3 separate regions of the Mus musculus genome follow, and regions 2 and 3 are each linked to region 1. The links are chromatin contacts, called in public Hi-C and HiChIP or PLAC-seq maps. All regions are on one chromosome and are shown on one strand. Each heading gives the region's core, a stretch centred on a gene start, on an enhancer-like site or on the middle of the called end of the contact. The rest is flanking DNA. Distances are from core to core; before and after follow the strand shown.

Region 1 (3,367 bases), core at 309-2,808:
GAAGGATTATCTTTATGTGAGTGGCTGATCAAACTTCAGTCCTAAGAAGTTAGCAATGTAGCCAGTGGACTCTAAGTTCCGCTCAATCTCAAGTGTGAGTGCGTGGCCATTTGGTTCTCTGTGAAGGGGTCAGCTTCATCCAACCCTAAACCATCACCACCCCAATGGCAGAGACAAGGCAGGCTGCAGCCTACTGTATACATCTGTCTTGTCTGTCTCATTCGCCGCTGGATGGTTTGTGGCTTTTCAATTATTTATATGAAAGATGATTCCCATATATATATATCTTGATCATCTCTGCTTCTCCCTTCCAGTACGATGATATGATTCACTTGCCGATCACAGGGGAATTATTAATGTCTGTTATTATGATCACTATTATTATTATAAATATGTCCTGGAACAGCATCAAATACTCAACAACACCCCTGCTAACCAAGCAGAGACTTGACCTTCAAAGGCCTGGAGTTATTCATCACCTCACGAGACAGCTTCAGAGCCCCAGGCCCTGCCCCCTGCTCCCTTCTGACTTCAAAGTGCCAGAGGCATAGTGTGTGAGCATTCAGGAAGCTCAGGTGGGAAAACGTTTCTTTTCCTTGAATTCTTTGCACACACCAGCTTTTTAGGAGAATAACCAACTTGGATAAATAAGTGGTCTGGATTTAAAGTAAGAAAGGGAAGAACGCTCCCAGGGACTTGGATTTCAGAGGGCTGTGCTGTTCCAGGGCACTAACTAACTTGCCTCTTCAGAGTGTTGGGAGAGCATCTAAATTAATCTGAATGACATTAGCTCTTACTTCACTCAGTTTGAAATAAACCCACTTCTACAGGCCGAGCAGATACTGCTTTCAAGTGGGAGAAAGAGGGCTGCTTCTTCTTTCTGCAAAATGAAACGCTGTATGGAATGTTTCCCTCCCAAGGAGCCGCTTTGTTTTGCATCTTTGCCTTGGTCTCTTGCTCTTTAGTTTTATGTACCAGCATCAGCAGCATCTCTTAATTTCAGAACAGCAAGCTGCGGGAAGCAGCCAGGGTAGGAACAGAGATGGCAGAGAGCGAGCGAATGCACCGTGTCTCCAGAGTTGAAATATGAGAAACAATCACTTTCAACAGAACAGTCTATTGATTTCTCCATTAAAAAAAAAAAAAAAGAAAAAAAAGGAATCGCCAAGGCTTTTGAATTCAATCTGGAGTAGAAAATGTTAATACAAAAGGAGACCATCATCGCTCAGATTCCATTTCTAGTTTCATGTAAGATCTTTATTTTATATGCTATGAAATATCTATAGGAAATATAGATAGTCTCCTCTCATGGAAGCCTGGGCTAGCCATTAAGGTTGCATTTGAACCAGCCTGCAGGATTATTTGAATATATTTCGCTTTGTTTGGGCAAATTACATGACCATAAATATGCTATGCTTCTATGGCTGTAAAAACAACTGAACAGAAAGAGGCATATTAATCAATCCACAAACCTAAAAACAAAACGTACATTAATACCATCTGTGTTCCGTCTACTCCATCCCACTCTGCCCACCCCAGCAAGCCCCCGTCCATCAGAAGGATCTAGTTAACCCACAGAGCTGCTGGCTGCCTGAGTGTCTTGCCAGAACACTTAACAGCTCCCTCATTTGTTGGGTGATTTTATAGGTCTCTGGTGATGCGCAGAGGTAGGACAGCTTGCAGGGTGTGAGGAGAATAGATAAAACTACCCTGCTGTGTAGATCTAGTCCATTTGCACTGGCTCTCCGACAGAAAAACAAATTGCAACCTCTCACAAAAAGGCCCCTTTCTGCACTAGCAAGCTAGAAAAATGCAGGCAGAATCGAGTAAATCAAGCAACTTCCCATCAGGAGAAGGGGAAATGGCTACCACTCTAACAGCTGCTCTCGTAATTAAGAACAGATTTCATCACTAAACTCTTGCTGGTTATGTCCACAGCAAAACAAATGCACAGATGTGGGGTATTTACATACTAGAAAATTTATCCCAGGCAGCCCAAGCACATTTACCTTTTGTGCTGGAGAATGCAACCTTAAAAATATCACCCAATCGACAGCAGCGTGCAAGGCAAAGTCCAAACCTGAATTCAACGCATTTCTGTCATCATCTTGCAACTACATTTGTCTTGGCATCCTACCAAATGCACTCTCCCCTTCCATATTTAGAGTCGCGGTGGACAGCCACAAACGCGACCTCTCTCAAATAATGAAAATGTGCTACGTGTTTCTCTCACTCATAAAATTTGCTAAATTTATTGCTGCCTCATTTATCCATGTGTTAAATGGCTGCATGGCACACGCAATAAAAGGACTGACACCTGACCTCTGCAGAGGTAAATTGGTGTGAAGTTAAATCAAAGAAATAAAATTAATGAAACGGTAAAAACTGATGGATAAGGGTGGGTTGATGGAAAGCCCTGCCGCCGTGAGAAAGAAAAACCTCTGATTTCATACAACGAGGATGACGCTCACAACAACTAAGCCAAACAACTATTCATACAAAGTAGAACAAAAATGGGCAAAAATAACTTTGCTTTTAGAAGTCACTTGGCCAGGAGTGTTCCCCAGCAGGAAGGTCTCCGGAGGGCGGCTCCAAGCAGTCATACACAGCGCTTAATCTGGGTGATGGATTCACAGGTACCTTCACTATAGAAATATTCTTCATGTTCTTCCGCTAGGATCACTTGTCTTTTTTTTTTAAATATGCAAACTGTTCTCTAATGAAATTGGAAAAATGAAAAGAAGCTAAGGGGTGCGCTAGGTTTCCTGATTTGATTGCCAGCCCTCAGCTCTCAGACGTATCCTTCAGCCTCTGCTTCACAGAGCTTCTTCCTGCCCTGCTCGAGAAGCCTCAGGGCACTGGGCAGCAGCGGGCACTGGGCCACAGTCTATTCTTTCTAAAGGACTGTACTGGTTGGTGGAAGGTTGGAGTTTAGACTACTAGCATTATATCTTACTTAGACTATGTCCTATCTAACACTTGAAATCGATTTTCCTCTCCAAAGTGGTCAATGATATATAGATAGATAGATAGATAGATAGAGTACTGAATGACCACTACTATGGTTTACAACAAGAAAATAGATTAAAACATGTATATTCCAATATAATGTAGTTCTAAATGCATTCTAAACAATGACCTGTGATGCTGTTTTACATACAAAACAGACATCCAGAGATGTAAGTAAGGTAACCCTGACATGAAAATGCACGATCAAGCCTGCTCAAGATGGCCTACGATCTCCTAAGACCTCCAATACCTAAGCATGTATGACATGCCTCATCATGTGTTATGAGAGGCTTTGGAGAGGGAAGGCCCACGGTTGTGATCTTTATGCTTAAACACCACAGAGTTTTAGAATTAAAAT
Region 2 (3,247 bases), core at 323-2,822, 93 kb before region 1:
TAAGACCAAACGGCTCTGGCCTGAAGTCACGGAGACACTTAATGAAAGGCGTTTTATGCCAGTCACGAGCTGGGCACAATGGTGATCAGCAGTAGATCACACCAAGACCAGGCAGGGATGCAGCAGCCAGGCGTGGCTAGCCTGCTACATTAACCACCCCGTGAGCTGAGCAGACACCTCGGCAGTCTCTGCTTCTCATTTAGAAGAACGAAACCAAAGCATCTTAATAGGGACACCGGTGGGCTGAGTTTCATTAGGACGGGCCTTTAAAAGGAGTCAGTGCTGATCAATACAGCCGGTCCCGCTTCCTGCTCCCAATCTGTTAAGCAAGAAAATGCCTTTATGTTGGCACTAATCCACTGTGCCCACAATGAGGAAAAAGGTGCCCCAAGAGGCTGACGATTTAATAATACACTGTTGGCTTTTTTTTTTTTTTTTTTAAGAACCACCACCAAAATAAGACAAAACAGCACTACAGAAGTAAGACAATTGGAAGAAAGCTGGCAGCAAAGTCCCCTTAAAAACATACCAGAATGAGATAAAAGTCAAAAAAGGGGAGAAAGTAGCTATGATCAGAGAACTAGCTGGCTTGTAAAACCCTAGTTCCTAGAGATCTGGCTATTATTTCTAATTCCTGTGCCCAAGGACTCACACTGCACCGGTGCTGTGTTGGCTGGTGGAGGAGCTTCAGGGTTGAACAAACCAGGGTCTACCTTTCACGGAACAGACGCTCTGTGCAGTGGCCAGGCAATAAATAAGTAAACATGGCTACTCTAGAAAATGTGCCTGTACAAATGTAAGAAGGTGCAGAGTGCAGGGACAGCCACGGTTCCTCTCAGCACTGATGTGTCTCTTGTCAGAAAGACAGAGGAGGACGGTTCCCTCATGGAAGCAGTAAAATGAGAGCTCCCACCCATGACAATAGGCACAAAGCCCAAAACAAAACTCCATAAAACCCGGAACGCTCCACAGTACGCAGCCCCTGCTCCTAGGAGTCCCAAGACCCTGTTCATGATTCCGTCGCAGCCATTCTGAAAAGGTAGAGAACAAATCATAGGTTTCTGAAAAGAAATATTGCAAATAACATGGCAGTATTGGAAAATGCTAATGTAAACGCTGCCGGGCCATCTGCTTGGTATTACCACAATGCAGGGAAAGGCTCTGAGAGAAATGATGTTTGAAATCATTAAAAAAATAACATGTCAAGTTTAAAATACTCAAGGATCTTAGAAGCAGCATCAACACATTCTGCAACCATATGGCCCTACAGCAGGTTAAAAAAAAATTCCCCGGCTTGTAGTTCCTACTTCAACCTAATGGTTCCTAAAGCATGCTTGCTTTCCATTTGAGCACTCCCCTCCTACATTGAATTCCCTGGTGTTTATGCTTTTTTGAATTATACTTGAATACAATAACAGTTCCACCTTTTCTCAAGTAGGGGATGATGTGGTATGGGAGAGGGAGTCAGCTGTTCCAGAAGACAGGCAGTGCAGGTGGCAGATAGGACAGTTGAGTGTGTCTTGTTGGACCTCTGACGTAGGAGACTGATTACAGCTTCAGTTGTAGCTGCTAATCCCAGTAGAGAGGCTAATTTTGCAGGCACAGTGCTAACGGCTTTGCATCCATCAGTAATCACTTTCCTAAAGCATGCCCTGTTATTACACACACTTTGTACATGAGCGTCTTCCTCAAGGTCATGTGTATGGCAGGGGGCAGGGCCAACTGTGTAAACACAATTCACGGACCACATCTATGCCTTCAACCATAATTATACATGTCAGTGATCAGTGTTCAGATGGTGGTGAAAACAGATTTGTGTTTTTCAAGGTCAATAAAAGTCTAAAAGCCTTTTCAAGGTTAAAAACACTGAGTATCTCAGGTTAGAGCTAGCTCCCTGACAAGAAAGAAATCAGGAAGAACGGCTTTTCGTTTAACTTCAAAGAACTGAGTAGTGGTCAAAGAAAACTCCCAGAGACAGAGGACACACCAAGAGTTACAGAGTTCAGAAAGCTAACGGCCAATGGTGGGAACACCTCCCGATATTACTGCAGAAAACTAGATCAGAAACAGAGTTCTCAAAAGAGGAATCACACATGGCTCAGAAGCACTTAAAAGAATTGTTCAACGGCCTTACTCATCAAGGGAATGTAGATCAAAAACGACTTTGAGATTTCATCTCATGACAGTCAGAATGGCCAAGATCAATAAAACAAGTGACAGTTCCTGCTGGTGAGGATGTGGGACAAGGGAGCACTCCTCCACTGCTGAGGAGCACGTAGGCTTGGATAACCATTGTGGAATGCAGTGTGGTGGTTTCTCAGGAACATGAAAGATTCCTCTCAAGATTCAGCTACTCTTGGGCCCAAGGATTCTTCATCCTATCACAGAGGCACCGGCTCAACCATGTTCAACTCCTCTATTCATAGCTGCCAGACATTGGATATGGCTTAGATGCCCATCAATGAATGGATATATATAAATGTATATTTACAGAAAGGAATATCCATCTGCCACTAAATAAAAAGACAATACCTATTTTGTTATTGTTGTTATTGTTATTATTATGAGAGAGAAGAAAAGTTGTGGATTTGGGTGGTAGAGACGTAAAAAAGGCTGGGGGAGGGGAAATAGTAATCAGGATATATTGTATAAGAAAATCTATTTTAAAAATTGAAAACAAAGCCCCATTCTTCCTCTGTAGTCAGTCATAAACCTAGAAGTTCAGACTGATTTTTGCAACTGGGTTAATATTTAGTAGTGATTTATAACCCTTTAGCGTTGTATGTATTTTTTATATATACTGCATTCCATGAGGCCTCTTTCTGTAAATCATATTGTACATTGAGCATATTCCATCATTATGGACCTATATGGGTCCACAGACACAGACTTACTATGTCTATTTAGACAAACACTGCCAGTAGGTTCCAGGTCTGCGTTTTCATGTACACTGTGCCTTAAGTCCAACTAGAAAGTAGTTGGTTACTCCCATAACATTGATGCCATCCCTGAGACCACTGGTGTATCTTGACATTCCAGTCACCACTATAAGGAGCCCACTTATCGATACCATGAGCTTCTGCTTCCTTGGGTATCGGATCATATACAGGCATGTTTTAGCTCTGTTAACAGTTCTCAAAGTGTTCTGGAGATAGCACATTCAGGTAATGCTAGCAGTATGGAAAAATACACACATGCAAACTAAGCTGTTGCTGACAAAGGGCGCCAGTGAACCATCGCCACCTGA
Region 3 (3,670 bases), core at 809-3,308, 110 kb after region 1:
TCTACAAAGCAAGTTTCAGGCCAGCCTGGACTATGTTGAGAGATATGGTCAAATAAATAAATAAATAAATAAATAAATAAATAGGATATTAAAAATTTAAAGACAATTCAGCAGGCATTCTTTGACAGTATTCAAGATAATTTACTGGGAACTGAAGACACACCTTGAGCCCTTGCCAAAAAGGCCTACACATTACCACTGATAATCTCAAAATACAACTTATAAAAACCATACAGGAGTTCAATTTGAACCAGAAAGTGGATAAGTAGCATAAACATGCGTCCAAAAAATAAGTTCTCCCCTTTAACTACAAGCCTGCCTAGATTTTAAAAAGCAAAAGTCATTTTTAAAAGGCAGTTGTTATCTGGGAAGCTATTGAATTTGTGCCAGAAACCAATATTTCAAAAGGTAAACCTGTAAAATAATAGGTATCTGTAAATGAAAGACTGGAATAACCCCAGGAGCAGCAACACAGTAATTAGCAACTTTTATAGAGTAATAACATGTTCCATATTCTCTCTACACTAGCTCTTTGAAGTTGCCAGTGTAATATATACAAGTTTTATTACATTGGAGCCCATCCTTGTGTGTTTTATAGGTGCTAGCATTATGCAGAGCAAGCTGTAGTCACCGTCGGATCTTCTATAAGAAACTGCCCGATAATTCGTGAGCTCTGTGTCTAGTTTATTTTGTTACACCTGTCTTTAAGAAAATAAAGTCACTTTGAGCCTAAGTCACTATGGAGATTCACATGCCCACATGCCATCGAGGTATGTGTCATAAATCATAAAGCAGTTTAGCTTTAAAATTGTGCATCGCATATTCATGTGCACACCACTTGCAGTTTTTGACACATGTGAACTCTTTACTGAATTAAAAAGGGAACTGCTCAGCTCTACAATCAGCGATTACCAGAGGCAGAACAGAAAGCAGTTAATATGCTTGTTCCAGCAGATGTTCATCCCCGTAAATATTAAACATAACACAAGTTCCTCCAGGAATATACAAGCAGTAATTTTACCACCTGAATAGGGCTGGTTGGAAACATTTAAGGGGTGGGGGCAATGTGAGGGATGCTGAAGCAGCCAATGGGATTTTTCAGACAACCGCAACTAGAATTAAATTGCATCTACCTGTGATTTACCTATAGCAGCTCTCCCTAATGCGAGATTAGCGAGAACTGGAACCCCAAGTGCATTCCAGGCTGCCAGCTTTGAGCTTGACAAAAAGAGTGAGGAGTTCAGCCATGGGCATGTGTGAAGAAAGGGTGCAAAGGAACCGAGAACCTCCGGGAAATGAGTCTCCCTGGGCCAAGGCCTCCGGAATTCGGGCACCAAGACACACTGGCCTCCTGCCTAGGGTGCTCACTTTTCCATCTCCAGTGGGAGTGAGGTAGGACAGAGGAAGGATGCAAACGCCAAGCAGGGAGCAGGCAGGGCGCAAGGCTAGAGAGCATCCTCTCCGGGCACTTCGTAGAGGTACCAACTCTAGGGGGTCACAGGGGTGGTGAGCCTGAGGCTCTCCGGGAGCTGGAGGGGAGCACAATCCGAAGGAAGGGAGCTGAGAGGGGCTGCGAGATGAGGGGTGGGCTCTCAGGCATCAGTGACACGTTCTAAAAATCGGTTCTCTTCCCCTCCACCGCTGCGCTCCTCCAGTGGCAGCCAGACCCCGGCCCCCTGAGCTAGCGCAGGCAAGCACCGAGGGGAGAGAACGGAACCGGAGACCGACGAATTCACGGGGAGGCGGCCGAGCATCCAGCCCGCCAAGGCTGGAAGGAGCCGGCCAGCGAGGCGGGTGTCCCCGAGCCACCCCACCCCCACGGCGGCCGGGCACCCGGAGTCCCGGCCCAGGTGAGGGCAGGCGGGGCCAGCGCGGCTCCCCAGCGGCCAGCACCGGGACTCACCACAGCGACTCGAGGTCCCATTCCTGGAGCAGGGCTAAGTCGAAGCTGTCCATGGTGGGAGGTGTCAGCGCCGCCGCCGCCGTGTCCGCCGCCGCCGCTGTGTCCGCCGCCGCCGTGTCCGCCGCCGCCGCTGCCGAGCCTCGGGCCGCCCGCGCGCTGCAACGAGAGGCGCCCGCTAAGGTGCATCCCGGCCGCGCCCGAGCCGCCGCCGCCCGCCTGCCCGCCTGCCCGCCAGTCACCCTCCCCCGGCTCTCAGTGCCCGGCACCCCCGCGGCCCCTGCTTCCCGGGCCCGCCCGGCGCACTCACCCGCTCGCCGGCTCGCGCGCAGCCACACTCGCCGAGAGCCGCGAGCTCGCTCTCTCGCCGCGCCGCCGCCCCCTCCCGGCCTGCGCCCGCCCCTCCGCCCCTCCCTCGCGGCGGCCCGGCCCGCTGCAGCCGCCGGCGCGGTGCTCTGCGCCCGCCCGCTCGCCCGCCCGCCTCTTTCTCCTCCGGGAGGCGCGTGTGCGCGGGCGAGGCCGAGGCGCGCGCGCGCGTCCTGAGCCCCGCGCCGCGCCCGCCCCGCGCGCCCCTGCGCTCCCCGCGCTCCCCGCTCTCCCCGTGCGGCTGCTCGGGGTCCCGCGCCCTTTCTCGGGCCGGACTGCCGGCTCGCCCTCCTCACCCGCGCCCCTCCATCTCTCCAGACCCTCAGTGGCCCCGAGGGTTGCGGGGGACGTCCTCTGAGCCAAAGGGAGCGGCGCAGCGGCGCCGAGGGCAGGGGGATGCCGTGCCGAGCCGAGGCCGGCCTGCAGCAAAGCAGACCCCTGCCTCTCGCCCTCGCCCCGTGTCCAGCTGGGACTTTCTGGTCCTCCGCAAATTAAGGGGAACCCGCAGGGCGCTGCGGCTGGAGGTGTGCACTCTTGAAGATCTGGGGTGGGCGCTAGGAAGGAAAAGCCCTGGGCGCCCCAGGCGCGGTGAGAGTTAACAGTGCAGCCCACGGCAGCGCTGAAAACAAATCGTTTCAAATATCTGGAGCCAGTAACTTAAGTGAAATAAAGAGGAGGCGGGAAGGAAGCGTCTTCCAAGACCTGCTTTCAGCTGCAGTTTAGCCTGGGGGCTGGGAGGACGAGGGGTATCCCACTAGCCCTCAGCTGCCCAGTCCCTGGAAACCAGTCTCCTTTCTTTTTATTTCATACTGGAAAGGCCTCTCTGGGTTTCCACTACAAACTTCCCGCCGCCTCCTCTCCTGTCTAGAGAGTGGCAGATTGTCAGCTGGAAAGATGATAGAGTACCACTGTGGCTTGTAAAAAAAATAAAACCCTTGCTATTATTACTCCCTTGGTTTGAGAGACTGCTCCCCCCTCGCTCATTATTATATACACTCTGAGAGTGGGGACTGGAGGCGTAGAGCTGGTCTATCCTTCCATCTCTGGGCTTCTGCCCTCAAAATTGAGGATCCCATGCTGGCCCCGGGGGTGGTGCATGGGGTTCCCCTCTCCCATGCTCTTGGCCCCAGTTCCTGGAGCCCTGTTCAGGATTCCCCAGGATTCCTGGAGAGAGCAGCACCGAGCAAAGCTCACCACTTACACCAAACCCCGCATGCCCTAAGGGAGGCCTTTGCAGTGTATCGGCCTTTGTTCCTTTTCTAGACAAGAAGAGCCACCATGTGAGGCCGCCAAAAATTTAGCCCCTTTGGTAGAAATCCTAGGAGCAACCCCTTTTTTTATTTCACCCACCTCTGAAGGAGAACTAACGAAGTCGTGGGCGCAGGTAGATAAACTGCCAAAAAG

Evidence for each region. Hi-C and Micro-C count contacts between places; a contact is called where the count stands out from the background. HiChIP or PLAC-seq counts read pairs in DNA pulled down with a chosen protein or histone mark.
Region 2: a Hi-C map of forebrain shows a contact between it and region 1, with 2.1 times the contacts expected there. The contact joins two enhancer-like sites. A contact is called at or near these places in 1 of 15 datasets of contacts at CTCF or cohesin (the NIH/3T3 cell line) and 4 of 484 Hi-C or Micro-C datasets (the 3T3-L1 cell line, the C10 cell line, forebrain and 1 more).
Region 3: an H3K4me3 HiChIP or PLAC-seq map of embryonic limb bud shows a contact between it and region 1, with 3 times the contacts expected there. The contact joins the promoter of Aff3 here to the enhancer-like site in region 1. A contact is called at or near these places in 1 of 484 Hi-C or Micro-C datasets (uterus), 4 of 115 datasets of contacts at active chromatin or transcription factors (craniofacial prominence, embryonic limb bud, embryonic stem cells and 1 more) and 2 of 9 other capture datasets (adipose tissue and liver).

What each region holds. Positions count from the first base shown.
Region 1 is chr1:38,510,768-38,514,134 of GRCm38.p6, forward strand. All of the region lies in intron 4 of Aff3 (AF4/FMR2 family, member 3), which reads right to left. Among named protein-coding and RNA genes, the nearest start is that of Aff3, 110 kb to the right of the region's middle. Within about 2 kb of position 1,559, at least 40 of the 459 cell types and tissues checked have an H3K27ac peak or open chromatin away from gene starts, as enhancers often do. A contact at or near this core is called in craniofacial prominence, embryonic limb bud and forebrain, where this site is marked.
Region 2 is chr1:38,417,264-38,420,510 of GRCm38.p6, forward strand. The region is part of intron 4 of Aff3 (AF4/FMR2 family, member 3); the gene reads right to left. Among named protein-coding and RNA genes, the nearest start is that of Gm16150, 200 kb to the left of the region's middle. Within about 2 kb of position 1,573, at least 18 of the 459 cell types and tissues checked have an H3K27ac peak or open chromatin away from gene starts, as enhancers often do. A contact at or near this core is called in forebrain, where this site is marked.
Region 3 is chr1:38,625,186-38,628,855 of GRCm38.p6, forward strand. Aff3 (AF4/FMR2 family, member 3) reads right to left here and starts at 2,059. Exons shown (of 22, transcript NM_001290814.1): 1 at 1,904-2,059. The coding sequence starts at 1,956.